Linked DNA regions of Xenopus laevis: region 2 is linked to region 1. The links are chromatin contacts, called in public Hi-C maps. All regions are on one chromosome and are shown on one strand. Each heading gives the region's core, a stretch centred on a gene start, on an enhancer-like site or on the middle of the called end of the contact. The rest is flanking DNA. Distances are from core to core; before and after follow the strand shown. Region 1 has its middle 51 kb from the start of dusp1.L. Region 2 holds the start of dusp1.L (dual specificity phosphatase 1 L homeolog).

The links. A called contact is a pair of places that touch in the nucleus more often than the background predicts.
Region 2: a contact with region 1 is called in a Hi-C map of the XTC cell line, with 2.4 times the contacts expected there. The contact joins the promoter of dusp1.L here to the enhancer-like site in region 1. A contact is called at or near these places in 2 of 4 Hi-C or Micro-C datasets (the XL177 cell line and the XTC cell line).

The regions. Positions count from the first base shown.
Region 1 is chr3L:49,433,770-49,436,469 of Xenopus_laevis_v10.1, forward strand. No RefSeq gene overlaps it. Among protein-coding and RNA genes, the nearest start is that of dusp1.L, 51 kb to the right of the region's middle. Within about 2 kb of position 1,327, at least 2 of the 7 cell types and tissues checked have an H3K27ac peak or open chromatin away from gene starts, as enhancers often do.
Region 2 is chr3L:49,484,868-49,487,567 of Xenopus_laevis_v10.1, forward strand. It overlaps dusp1.L (dual specificity phosphatase 1 L homeolog), which reads right to left and starts at 1,278. Exons shown (of 4, transcript NM_001087101.1): 1 at 662-1,278; 2 at 220-368. The coding sequence starts at 1,031.

The sequences.
Region 1 (2,700 bases), core at 77-2,576:
ACAGCTGAATTTCCTTTGGCATTAAGTTATATTTATGGGACCCAAAATACGCTAAGGACTCCCTATAGCTATATTGAGTGCAAGATAGTGTGAGTGGATGGCATTAAGATAGAAGCCAATGGTGAAAACATCACAGATTGAATTGCTAGCAGCAACAAGAGCTTTCTAAAACAGCACACTCCGGTATTTTATCTCCCCTCCAATCTCTATATTGCTAGTTGTAATCGTTTAGCAAGGGTCTCTCAAATGATTTAGCTGAACTACTTTGCCTGTTTGAGTGCCCACGGGTAGTAACATTACAGTGCTTCTCATTAAAGGGATTCTGTCAGGATTTTTATGGTGTAGTTTTTATTTTTAAACTACACTGTTTATGCTGCAGATAATTCACTCTACCATATACAATTTTATTCCTGAACCAACCAAGTGTATTTTTAGCTGTAATATTGGTGTGTAGAGCCAGCACATCACAATGGAACCGCTATCAGACAGGCTATTGTTTCTCCTACTCAATGTAACTGGAGGAGTCACAGTGGGACTTGGATTTTTACTCATATCTACCAGGGAGCATTTATCTTGTGTCAGGGAGCTGTTATGTTGTGTCAGGGAGCTGTTATCTACAGTATCTCCAACTGTTGATGCTGGGGGGGGGGCGTGAGGGGTAGATATCACTCCAACTTGCTGTGCAGCATTAAAGAATGACTGAAGTTTATCAGAGCACAAGTCACATGTCTGAGGTTATGAACTCCTATTAGTTTGTGTATGAAGGAAGGAATGATCCGAATCCAGAGCCAAATCTGGAAGCTAATTTGCATATTCAAATTAGGCCAGGAAGAGTTTAAGAGAACCACATGCTGTGTGCGTGGCTAGTAAAAATGTTTATTTATCAAAAAGTCACATGATTTTAAGGATTCCGATTCGGTTCAGTCAAGCACTTGGATTCAGCCAAATGGTGCTGAAAAATGCCAAATCCTGGCCGAATTCCAAACCGAATCCTGGATTCGTTGCATTCATAGCCAGACAATGTCAGCTATATTTAAATGGTTTCTGTTGGTAACTGCAATAGTGCAATTTAGAACCTCTGTTAGTAAATCAGCCCAAAGACTTTTTTTTTTTTGTCATTCTTTCCTCTCCCCACTCTTGCTTCTTCTTCTCTTTGTTTCTCACTACACATCTTTATTTCATTTTCTCTAGAGATGTACATAATGGAAATATTACAATCTCTATGTTTATTTTCTCCAAGATTCTGTGAGGTTATTAATGGCTCAGCCTGTACATTTAGCCTTGCCTAAGCAGCTATTGTGTGACTGGAGGATGACACAAGCTCGTTAACACTCCCCTCCCCCAGGCTCCTATTGTGTATAGAATCATGTTGGGGCCTTGGTATGACATCACCAGTCAAACACGCAGTAAATGGAACTCTTCTTACCAGGAGCAGCGCTTTAGATTCTATTATAGCCTGTACAGAGAGGTTTACGTCTAATTTGAGGGTGTAATATCGCTTTAATAAATACGCTGGCAAATATTCTGTTTTGGAACAGGCAGCCAGTTGGCTTAGCACTTATCTTAAGGACAAAGATCCATTCATGTTTTTGTTCTCTTGCACATGCCAAGAACATAAGGTATAAACAAGCAACACTGCTTTGGTTTTGTGGAATTTTGGTACATTGACCTAACCTTTGGCAGGAAAGGACTCAATTAAATATCAAATTCTTACAACTAATTGTTCCTGTGTTTTTCCACTGCAAAAGGCACAAAGTCAGTCTGAGCATATGGAAATGCCTGAATTTGTTTAATGGTGATAAAATGCATATTGCTGAAATAATTTAGCAATAAGTTAAACATTTACGAGATGTTTTTTTTTTTTTCTAAAAAAGTTCTGGCCCTGCACAGGGAACACAGGGCAGGCAGAGTTTGGCACACACAGGGAGCATACGGCAGATAGAGTATAACACACACAGGGAGCATAGGACAGGCAGAGTATGACACACACAGGGAGCATAGGGTAGGCAGAGTATGGCACACACAGGAAGCATAAGGCTTATAGAGTATAACGCACACAGGGAGCATAGGGTAGGCAGAGTATGGCACACAGAGGGAGCATAAGGCAGATAGAGTAGAACACACACAGGGAACATAGGACAGGCAGAGTATGACACACACAGGGAGCATAGGGTAGGCAGAGTATGGCACACACAGGAAGCATAAGGCAGATAGAGTATAACGCACACAGGGAGCATAGGGTAGGCAGAGTATGGCACACACAGGGAGCATAAGGCAGATAGAGTATAACACACACAGGGAGCATAGGACAGGCAGAGTATGACACACACAGGGAGCATAGGGTAGACAGATTATGGCACACACAGGAAGCATAAGGCAGATAGAGTATAACGCACACAGGGAGCATAGGGTAGGCAGAGTATGGCACACAGAGGGAGCATAAGGCAGATAGAGTATAACACACACAGGGAGCATGGGGCAGGCAGAGTATGGCACACACGGGAGCATAAGGCAGATAGAGTATAACACACAGAGGGAGCATAGGGCAGATAGAGTATAACACACACAGGGAGCATAGGATAGGCAGTATACACACAGGGAGCATAGGGCAGGCAGAGTATGGCACACACAGGGAGCATAAGGCAGATATAGTATAACACACACAGGGAGCATAGGGCAGGTAGAGTATGGCACACACAG
Region 2 (2,700 bases), core at 28-2,527, 51 kb after region 1:
ATAACAATGTGTCAGGGGATTTTTCATCATGTAGTTTATGAATTACACATAGGCTGTAGGCGAAATAGTAGCTGTACACAGCCAGTATCTATTGTTTTGGTATAAAAAGAAAACCCAGGCGGGACTCTTTATCAGCAATGTTTACTGGTAAATATTGGTTTAGTGAATAGCCTGGCCAGAGTTTGTGAGTGTTCTTGCCATTTAGACAGGAATACTAACCTGGTCATAGAGTGGAGTTCCACAGGGAGTACAATTGGAGTCAGCGCTGCCTGGCACGTTGTTGGCACAAAGAGGCAAACTCAGACCCACTGGAGGAGAGTTTTTGGTGCAGAATTCTGGGCACTGTGCAGAAAATGTCTCATAGCCACCTGAAACACACAACAAAATAAAACAAGCGGTTAGATGCGTACGGAGAAGCTGAATTTGCAAACCCAGAGCACTTTGCTTTCCTTGCGTGCAAAAATTTGTCACCAAAGTGCAAGCTCTGCAAATAGGGTTGTTTTGCACTAAAAGTAAACCTTTGTGTGCACAAAATGTTGTACATAAACACTGTAAATATCAGGGCCAGGGTGATCGTAAACAATATTTTATTATGTTTTGGGAAGCGCAGTTTGGGACCTGGGAGTTAAGTTGGTCATTTGAGAAGTGGAGCTTAACGTACCTTTTAGGAAGTAGATGCTGCTGCCCCTGGAGTCCCTGCACAGGGCATTGACTGCAAGCATCATGGTGCTGTCTTTCCTTAGCATGTCCAGCTCTGATGTCCTCTCATCCAGCAGCACCACCGCCTCGTACATCCCAGCCACCAGCCGGCACCTCTGCTCCTCATTGGGGACGATGTGCTCCAAGCCCATGCTGCCTTTCGCCCTCCTCTTGACGATAGTGCTCAGGCGAACATTGCTGGATCCCACGATGCTGCACGAGCTGAAGGAGAAGAACGACCTGCAGTCCAATATGAGGCATTTGTGAGCTCTCTCTGCCAACAGCGCTTTCAACACGCAGCAATCCATAGCGCAGGTTTCCATATTGACCATTGCTGGGGATGAGCCGGACAATCCTTGACAATAGGCTCCACTCTCCCGCTTCTTTTACGCTCCGGCGCCTCTGTAGCTCCAATAAAAGCTTATACCGACTGTTAAAAATAATAAAATAAATACTGTCGCTGATCTAATGTTTCAATAAAAAAAAATAAAGCCAGACTTTTCTTGATATTTTCTTCTTGTTTCTTACGTTTCTTTAAAGTTGTTGTTTCCTTGCTGGCTGTAATTCTTGCTAATGCTCGGCTTTCCAGCCTCCTATTTATACTAGGCAAAGGGGAGTTGTTTTATGAATGGTTTGCATCACGTGACTCAACGAGGCTAGGCATTTTTAGCCACGCCCTTCACTGGCAAACCCCGCCAAGTAGAATAACGTCATCAGAGCCCTAGCAGCAAAGTCAAACACTAATACACACAAGCGCTTCGGTGCTGTCCTGTCGCCAGAGCAGGAAATAAACTGCTATAACCTTATCCCGTCACAAGGAGCTCAGTGGAGCCCTCGTCTAAATAAGAGGCACGCAATGTTCTGGATTTTTTTTTGATGATAACTCACAAACTGATGAAATAAAGTTGACCTAGTTACATTTTCTTTAGCTTATTCATATGTAACTCCCGACTCCCACATGCCATAATCAATTTCCTCTGGTGATCAACCTTTGTCATTTTGGAATGTCAAGATTTAGTTCCTAATATAAGGCACCCCCCACACAGCATACGGTTGCCACCTTTTCCGGAAAAAAATACCGGCCTTCCTATATATTTATCATTTTTCCCTATAAATAACATTGGGATCAACCATCATTTTTACTGGCCAGGCCAGTAAATTACCGGCTAGGTGGCAACCCTACACACAGGCCTGGACTGGGAGTCAAAATAGGCCCTGCCATTCCAAGTACACAGAGGCCCAAACAGCCCCCTAACAGCCCACTATATGGTAACCAGTGTCTGACTGGGACACCAGGGGCCCACCAAAAAACCTTAGACCAGGAGCCCACCATAAAACCTTAGACCAGGGGCCCACTCTCAGTATTAATATTCTTAATCTCCTCAATCAACCTCTACTCTCCTAGTCTGTTTTCTTTATACTATAATCAATTATTCCATCTATTTATCCTTTTTGTCCTCATAGAAATAGGGAATGGCAATGAAATAGACCGAAAGTTTAGCAGCATGAGGGCCCACTGACACCTGGGCCCACTGCTAGTTTTCCTGGTATCCCGGTGGGCCAGTCCGAAACGGTAAGTTTCTATGGAACCATACAGCAGTCCCTCTGGCATTTGCCAGAACCCACAGATTGCCAGTCCAGGGCTGCCCCCACAGAACAACTCAGTTGTATATTTGTGACTAGGCCCTGCGCTCAGTACAAGTTGCACAGAGACTAAAACTATTTGCAGATGGTACTTATCCTACATGCAATTTTTCTGATTAACATTCTTAGAATACTTTTGAAAGCCCTTTGTTTGGCCCTCTAGTTTGCTAATGATTTGCTGTAAAATATGTGGGTTAATCCACTGGGCTTTGGAGAGGTAGAAAAAGCATTTGATCTTTTCAGCCATATCCGGCAGATCCATAATTATTATCTGCTAAGGAATGTGAAAGAGTGCTGTAAGAAAGGCATTTAGTTTAGAATTTTCAGCAATCCCTGTAGCCAAAGCCTGTGCAAACT